3 separate regions of the Mus musculus genome follow, and all the other regions are linked to region 3. A link is a contact called in public Hi-C and targeted proximity ligation data. All regions are on one chromosome and are shown on one strand. The core of a region is the stretch at or near the end of the contact, and the rest is flanking DNA. Distances in the headings are between cores, read along the strand shown. Region 1 has its middle 17 kb from the start of 2010003K11Rik. Region 2 has its middle 38 kb from the start of 2010003K11Rik. Region 3 holds the start of Rbm4b (RNA binding motif protein 4B).

Region 1 (2,759 bases), core at 156-2,655, 240 kb after region 3:
TCCCTTCTCGGCAACTAACTTTCTCTTCTAACTGATAGATTTGTCATCTGTAAAAGATGACAGCCTTAAAAAGCAACAGCATCAGCATCCTGGATTCTGCTCATGAACCTTCTGTGGGCTTTATCTTCTTCCGTACCTTGGCCCTATACTAATAATTAGTACACAGAGCCAGAAAACATAAGTGAATGGTGGATAGGCCATCAGCTTTTTCGCCATGGACTTTGTAAGGAGAATGTGTGGTAGAGTTAAAGACACCTACTACTGACCTAAGACAAGAAAGACAAGAGGAATGTGGAAGATCTCAAAAGTAACCAACTCTAGACTGGAGAAATGGGTCAGCAGCTAAGAGCACTGGATGCTCTTCCAGAGGACTCACGTTTGGTTCCCAATACCCACACACAACCATCTGTAACTAGTTCCAGAAAGCACCTTCACCTTCTTCTGGACTCCTCAGGTACTGTAATGCATGTGGTGCATAGGCAAAACACCCATACACATAAAAGACCTTGACAGAGAGAGAGAGAGAGAGAGAGAGAGAGAGAGAGAGAGAGAGAGAGAGAGAGAACAGGAACTCATGGGTCAAGAAGAGCATCCTGAGAAAATTCTTTGCACAATTAGTTAAAAAAAAAAAAAAAAAAACAACAAGAAAAATCCCTGTACAAAGAAATCTCTACCCCACAATAAACATGTGCTCTGGAGAAACAACAACAAAGTCCCCAGGGTCCCTAGCTGTGAAGCAGGGAGAGCAGCTCAGAGAGAGGGAAAGAGTATCTCTTCTTACAAACTGGAGAGAGACTGGACTGGAGAGAGATGTTGGCCCAAACCATTGCATTAGAACTCAGACTGAGCAGACACACACGGATCTCCCAGTGACCTGCAACCCAGAGAAGCCCCAAGGGAGAAGTGTTTAAGAGTGGCAGGTTTACTGGGCATGGTGGTACATGCCTTTACTCAGGAGGCAGAAATAGGAGACATTCTGTGTTCAAGGCTAGCCTGGTCTACAGAGCGGGTTCCAGGTCAGCCTGGACCACATGAAGAAACGGTCTCAAAAACAAAAGTGGCAAGTTTTAGAGGACAGTGCTGCTGAATGCTCTGTAGGCAGGAAAAGGGACAATTCTTTTACTCCTTGTTCTCTGGCTGCCAGACATCAGAGAAATGCATCAAGTATTTTTTACAATTAGATGACACAATCTCCTTTCATGTCACAGCTGACCATCTCCAGGCTGTCAGCAGCCAGTGCTCTTAACAGCCGAGTGCCACTGCCAAATGCCTGTCTCTGAACTTGGGGTCTTCTCAAAGGCTGCACAGAAGGGATGCTTCCTGTAGGTCAGCACCACTATCCCCTGCCCAGCTTCCCAAGACACACCCTCCCAGAAAAAGGGCCTCCTGCTGCAGCTGGCCAGCTGCCAACTGGAGCTTACAAAGAACCAGATGTCACCTTCCTGTGAAAACCCAGAAAAATGCAGAGATCAAGATGAAGTGGAGATTTTCCAAAAGCTAAGCCTGTGCCTTTTTGTACTGACTGAACTTAAAAGATGGCATGCGCACATTAGGACTACAGTATCTTAAGAAACTCCCATGTGACCCATTGACAGGCCTGGGCTCAGGCTCAGAACTCACCATTAGTGTTGTCAGCTCTCCAGAAGGTAGATGTTAGCTAAAGTAAAAGAGAAAAAAAAAAAGGTTGTTATCCTCATTTCTCCAGACACTCCCCAGAGAACCCAGGAATGTCAGAAACACCGGGAGTGTACAGAACTGCTTGTTCTATAAGGGTCATAATGCCCCTGCTGCCTGCACCCCACATCTTACTGCTCTGCCACCCAGTCATCTATAAAATGTGGGGCAATAGCAATAACTGAGAAGAAAGACAGAGGGTTAGAATCTGTGATCTTTCTGCCTCAAACTCCAGAAGTAGCTAGAGTTACACATAAGCCTGTATAGGGGTAGAAGAATCACAAATTCAAAACCTATGTCTCCAAATAAAAGGTAAAAGGGGACTAGAAACAGGGATCAACAGTAAAAAAAAAAAAAGTATTTGTTCTTGCAGAGGGTCCAGGTACAGTTCTCACAAGCACATGACCACTCAAAACCTTCTGTAATTCTAGTTCCAGGGGATATGATACCTGGGCTGCATGAACACTACATACATACATACATTCACACATGCAGTTAAAACACCCATACACATAAAATAAAGGTATGTATATAAACAAGACTGGGATATAGCTCAGTGATACAGCAGTTGACTAGTATCCATGGGACGCTAGGCTCAATCAGTCCCCAGCACTAAAAGAGGAAACAGGCATGCTCTCATGAGGGCCAACATGCAATAACCATTTAAGTAAAACGCCCGACTGGAACCACTATGAAAGAACAAAACTCACAAGGCTGTCTCCTCCAAAGTGCTTTTTCTTCCCTCCCTCCTCCCTCCAGCTCCAGATGTACTTTCTCTAGGCAGCAGCACCTACTCTTCAAGAGCTACCTGCACTCCTGATTCTCAGATGCTGGCCTATCTCACTGTGCAACTTGACACTAATGAAGTACAGGCCTACGTGACCTGCCATGCATCTTCTCTTCACACCCCCCCCCTCTTATCCTCTCTTGCTGAGGCCCCTCCTTGCCATATTTAAGAGGACACCTCAATATTTAAGGACCCCCACCCCAGGAACACACAAGGAGTATATAGCTACTTTGGATACTCTGTAGGCTACTTCTTTTCTAAAGACCACTTGTGAGCTACTCAGGCCACTGATCAAAAA
Region 2 (2,887 bases), core at 73-2,572, 220 kb after region 3:
GGACAATTCTAGAGAGCTAGGATGTAGCTCAGTGGTAGAATGACAAAAAAGCTTCCCAAACCCCATGTTCATATTCCTGGAAAGAAGTTTGTCTTAGTCAGGGTTTCTATTCCTGCACAAAACATCATGACCAAGAAGCAAGTTGAGGAGGAAAGGGTTTATTCAGCTTATACTTCTGCATTGCTGTTCATCACCAAAGGAAGTCAGGAAAGAACTCACACAGGGTAGGAACCTAGAAGCACGAGCTGATGCAGAAGCCATGGAGGAATGCTGCTTACTGACTTGCTTCCCCTGGCTTGCTCAGCTTGCTTTCTTATAGAACCCAGGACTACCAGCCCAGGGATGGCACCATCCACAAAGGTGCTATCCTCTCTTGATCACCAATTGAGAAAATGCCTTACAGATGGATCTCACGGAGGCATTTCCTCAAGGGGTGCTCCTTTCTCGATGATAACTCCAGTTTGTGTCAAGTTGACACACAAAACCAGCCAGTACAAAGCTGTGTCTGCAAAGGCTGATTGACACACTAGAAATCCAATGATGCGGCATTGGAACATTGGAAGGTCCAGTTGGAACGTTGCAGATCTAGAGCCTAATCACAAATTATCTTGGGCTAGCCTCTTATCCATCTATGTGTCAGACCTAAAATCCTGTGACTAACAGATTAAAAACCTTCTAGGATATATTAACTTAGCAGACTACTAGCTTCAACCACCCCTAATGCTAAGAATGTCATCAGATAGCATCTGAGGTCTACAGCTTAGATGTCTACATTTTACTTTAATGCTCCTCTCTGACATTTCCACCAATGTATTTGAAAACTGTCTTGATTTATGTCTTTGCCTGTTACTATGAAAACTTCATAAAATTGCTTCCACATGAAAAGAGCATAGAATCTGGTGTAACATAAATCTGTGTCCCTGGGCCATGGTTGCTCCAGAATAAAGGTTCTCTTATCCTCCTTGGGGTAAGACCTGTGCTTTTGCATTGACATAAGAGAAGCAAGGCCCAAGCTTCTTCCTCTCAGGGATTCCAGCACCTTCAGGTCTAAACTTGACTCTTTTCTTTCTAAAGACAGGGTCTCCTGTAGCTCATGCTGGCTGACATACAATTTATTCTGTAACTAAAGATGACCTGGACATCTAATCCAGTTTGCAAGCCTGGCTTTTTGATCATCATGTCTTCCCTCAGGGTGCCACAGACTGGGTGCCCGCCCTCTTCTTGCTCAACCCTGCTGTGACAATAGTTCAAGGGCCTGCTCCCCAGTGCTCTTACTCACAGCCCACAGATCCTTGTACTCAGAGCCTGCTCGCTCTCCACAGGGACTCCCATGGTAGCTCCTCCCACGGGGACCTTTCACACAGCAACCAGTGTGACTTTTCCAGTAGTACAAGGAATAAATTTGTGACACTTCACATGAGTTATTTCATTTGATCTCTTCCAACAATCCCATAAGGATGACCTCAATGCCCTATAAACATATTTTAAGAATCCTATGTAAAATATCAGGACTGTGTTGAAAAGACAATGGTAAAATTAAACCATCTCCTATTTTTCTTTGAATTACGTTCCCATCTTCATATAGTTCTTCTATAGCCAGAGATTTCTCCTAATAAAGTATCTACTCTAATTTAAATATGTATATGTATGTATATATCAGGGCTGAGCCAAACTTAGTGTTATACACTTTTAATCCCAGCACTTAGAGGCTGAAGCAAGTAGATCTCTGAGTTTGAGGCCAGCCTGGTCTACAGAGAGAGTTCCAGGGCAGCCAGGGCTACACAGAGAAGCCCTGTCTTGAAAAACAATAATAAATCAGGACTGCTAACCAAGTATGGCAGACCATGCCTGTATTCCCAGAAAATAGAAGGCTGAGGTAAGGGGATCAGGAGGTCAGGACATCCTCAATCATATGGCAAATTGGGGGCCAGCCAAGATACTGTCTCAAGAAAAAAAGAAATTTGGCTCTAGCATGTTAAATAAAATTTACAGAGACCACTGCTTTGAACTAAGCTTCTGAACTGGGTCCCAAAAGACTACTTACTGACTAACAATCAAAATAGAATCACTCATGCTGAGGTTCCAGTAAGCTAAAACTGAGCCTTAGACCTGACAATTGGGATTAGAAAGCTAACAGCCAAATTCTGCAAAGAGACCAGCTTCAACTGGTATGATAATGAGGCACCTTCAGCCTTCAGCTTCAGGAACCTAATGGTAAGCAATCATTTATTTTTCTATTGTTCTGCCCCCAAGGCCCCACCTCAAGAAAAAAAAAACTGAAAATTACCAATTTGCTTTTGGTTTTTGTTTCTTCTCTCTTCAGCCATTTTTCTGTCTATAAAACCAATTTCCCAAGTTTGGCTCATTGGAACATTTATTTTATTTTGTAGAATGAAGTGTGGCCTGGTTCCTGAATCAAAAATGAAGCCATTTAGGAGTCATTAAGCTGCCGGTTGTCATTTTGTCCCCTGAAAGCTTCTTTCTAGTAAAGCTGAATCACTTCGTCTCTGCATCTGAGGCCTGTGAACAATCACAGGAACTACCACAGCGTTCACCAGGCCCAGGGAGATCTGCTCTATGAAACAATACTAACTATAAAATCACACAGAGAGAGTGAAAATAGTACTAACACAGGAAAAGCCAGTTCCATGGGCGTGTTTGGGGGGTCAGGTTATGATCAAATCCCAATATGTGGTTGAACTGGATGGCTGATAGACAGGGAGATCTTGCCATTGTTGAATTCTTAATTGGTCTCCTTTTCCTTGAGTAAAGAATGAATTGCTAGCCAGACCTAGCAGTACATCACTGTAATTCCAGCTATTCTGGAGGCTGAAGCAAGACAAGAGGTTCACAAGCTCAGGGTCTGTGGGGCTATATATGGTGAGTT
Region 3 (2,848 bases), core at 192-2,691:
ACCTAACTACTTCTCTGCCTAGGCAACTTAAGACTTGTGACAGTACTCAAGTGAATGAAGACCAAAGGCAGGCAGGCAGGAGCCCATGCAGTTGTGGAGAAGGAGCTTGGCGAATACAATGGGGAAGGCTTACTTCCCCAGAGTGAATTATGCTAAGAGTAGTAAACATAACCTGTTCTTTGCATTTAAAAGAATGGCAGAAGCCACTCTTGAAGCCCTGTGGTCTTGTGTTCTTCCCTCTGCCTTGAGCTAGAGACTCCACGAAGGTCTGCCACCCAATCCCCAGAACAGTTCACCTTGAAACTCTGTGTTGTCGAGGCCCCTGATGGCCTCCACCGCATCCTCTGCCCGCTCCATGTGTACAAAGGCATAATCTTTCACGATGTCACATTCGATGACTGGGCCGTACTCCTCAAACTTGGCCCGAAGCTCTTGGTTGGTACAAGTGGGGCTGATGTTGCCCACGTGTAACTTGGTTGAAGCTTTGCTCTTATTCTTGCTGGCTTCCACATTGATGTTCACTCCGTGCAGCTTGTAGTGGTGCAGGTTGCGTATGGCATCCTCAGCGGCCGTCTTGTCCTCTATGTGCACAAAGCCATAATTCTTAATGATGTCACATTCCAGCACCTTCCCGTACTGCTCGAAGAGTGAGCGGATCTCCTGCTCTGTGGCCTCCCGGGGCAGATTTCCAATGAACAGCTTCACCATCCTGACAAGAGCCTGGCAGAGAAGAAACAAGATTTTAAAAGTCAGGTGTGAAGTGAGAAACTGACACTACAGCACACCCCGACCCTCACAGTTCTTTTTGAGAGAGGAACTGCTGTGTGACAATGCCAACAGAAGGTCGGGGGTCAGAATGCACAACAAGGTCTAAGATATATATCCGTGAGGTCAGGCACATTGACTCTACAAGGTTAGCTCCTTCACGGTTTAGCACAGGGATGAAAGACAAGTGGAAGGCATGAAGTATCTGAATGTCCCTAGTTACGGGTTTTTGGAGGGAAATCTGTGTACCTCTCCACAGCGCGGTATCCCCTCCCACCATACTCCAAGAACGAAAGCCCTCTTTCACCCAACACTGGACCCCTATCCTCAGCGGCCCAACCTCCGCTGCAACATCCCAACAAAGACTCGGCCCGACCCCTGCCCCGCCCCCTCCGGAGACCCGGCCCCGCCTCCTTTCCTTGTCTTCCCGGGACCTTCCTCAGAAGATGAGTGGCCCCAAACCCGAGCCTTCCCGGCCCTCCGAGGTCCGGCCCAGTCCGCTCCAGGGCTTCCCACACACCCACAGCATCCTCTCCTACCTCCGGGTGGTGCCGGCGGTGGCGGCGGGTCCCGCGTCAGAGAGAACCCTACAAAATGGCGACGGCCGCTCGAGCCTCGGCGCGACCGGGCGCTTTCTCGCGCGCCAGCTCACGCACGCGCGAGTGCGCGCTGCCTGCCTCCCCTCCCCCTCGCAGGAGCGGGGCGACCAATCCTGCGGCCGCACACAACTGTCCGCCCCCCGTGCGGGGGCGGGGTCATGTGGTGACGGCACTGCGGAGCGAAGGTCAGCCCGCCCCCAGCCCGGGCTAGCCAATCACCGCCTTGGGAGTGGGTCGCGGCTTGCGCGTCAAGGGGGCTCAGGAAGCAACCATTGCCTTGGCAAAACCGTAAGGCCCGGGGGAGTCTCTAAGCATCACAATGGATCGTGGTATTGGGCGCACTGTCGAGGGGGCTGATGACAAAGGGTTGTGTCACTGGGCCCGCTAGAAGGGGGTTTTCTCAACCTCTGGCTGCTGAGAGCGATACTTCAGAAACCCAGGCACTACCACATCTTAACCTAATCTCTCCCTTGTTTGGGTAGGAAGGGGTAAGAATTCCCGTAAAACAATTTAATTTTCACTGCAATAGTGTTGTTCATTGGTGAAGAAGCTGAGACTGAGAGTGGAGTAGAAAGATAATCTGGGTTAGAACTAGGTTAGGTCTGAGGGAGGCATTTCTCTATCCAAACTATACTTTGTCATGTTTATTCATGAATATACGTGGGCTGGCTTTCCCTCGTAGTATCTGTCTATCCTGGTTCCTGAAATGTGGTGAGCATTACCAAGGAATACGTTGTCCAGAGGTCCAGGGAGAATCCAGGTTTGGGGAATGAGTGACAAGGGTTCCGCATCCGTCCCAAGCTGCCTGAGGCACAGGCAATTGTCAGGCTCCAGACTCTCTGTTGCGGTCCAAGGGCACCTCCTGGTGGCAAGCAGGGTACCAGCTTGGTGGATCACTATCACAAAGCAGCGGGCTTACAGACATTGAGGGATTGAATTCATCTCCTAGAAGAGGCACCGGGATGGTTGTTAGACCATCCCCATTGTTGTCAAAACAATTCCCCATTGTGGTAGTTCCAACACCAGCTCCTCCAATAGTATAGAGATCAGTTCCCCGAGTTGACTTCCTGCACCCAAGCTACTTGGAAACATTTCTTTACCAAATCCATGTTTCCCACTCATTTCAGAAGGCATTGTCTAATTGTAATTACACATTTTTAAAATTAATTTTTTTTGGTTTGTTTTTCGAGATGGGGTTTTCTGGCAGTCTTGGCTGTCCTGGAACCTCCTCGGGATCTGCTATCACCTAACCTTGTACATTGTATTTTGGGATCTCTTCCCAAATTTGTGGGGGCTCCACAACTAATGCTCTACTAACAGTTCCCATTTTTTTCTTTTTTAAGATTTATTTATTTATTTATTATATGTAAGTACACTGTAGCTGTCCTCAGACACTTCAGAAGAGAGAGTCAGATCTCGCTATGGATGGTTATGAGCCACCATGTGGTTGCTGAGATTTGAACTCCTGACCTTCGGAAGAGCAG

Evidence for each region. A called contact is a pair of places that touch in the nucleus more often than the background predicts.
Region 1: a contact with region 3 is called in a Hi-C map of the N1E-115 cell line, with 11 times the contacts expected there. A contact is called at or near these places in 15 of 39 promoter capture datasets (the 3T3-L1 cell line, the C10 cell line, the HPC-7 cell line and 11 more), 26 of 484 Hi-C or Micro-C datasets (CD8 T cells, LSK cells, the N1E-115 cell line and 18 more), 19 of 130 datasets of targeted methods (the 230-238 cell line, the NIH/3T3 cell line, bone marrow-derived macrophages and 12 more) and 3 of 9 other capture datasets (adipose tissue, liver and macrophages).
Region 2: a contact with region 3 is called in a targeted proximity ligation map of bone marrow-derived macrophages, with 4 times the contacts expected there. A contact is called at or near these places in 6 of 39 promoter capture datasets (the 3T3-L1 cell line, the HPC-7 cell line, hematopoietic stem and progenitor cells and 2 more) and 5 of 130 datasets of targeted methods (the 230-238 cell line, the NIH/3T3 cell line, bone marrow-derived macrophages and 2 more).

What each region holds. Positions count from the first base shown.
Region 1 is chr19:4,514,552-4,517,310 of GRCm38.p6, reverse strand. It overlaps a transcript of Pcx not described here. Among named protein-coding and RNA genes, the nearest start is that of 2010003K11Rik, 17 kb to the right of the region's middle.
Region 2 is chr19:4,535,141-4,538,027 of GRCm38.p6, reverse strand. It overlaps a transcript of Pcx not described here. Among named protein-coding and RNA genes, the nearest start is that of 2010003K11Rik, 38 kb to the right of the region's middle.
Region 3 is chr19:4,755,118-4,757,965 of GRCm38.p6, reverse strand. It overlaps Rbm4b (RNA binding motif protein 4B), which reads right to left and starts at 1,441. Exons shown (of 4, transcript NM_025717.3): 1 at 1,305-1,441; 2 at 297-720. The coding sequence starts at 708. All of the region lies in intron 2 of Gm21992 (predicted gene 21992), which reads left to right.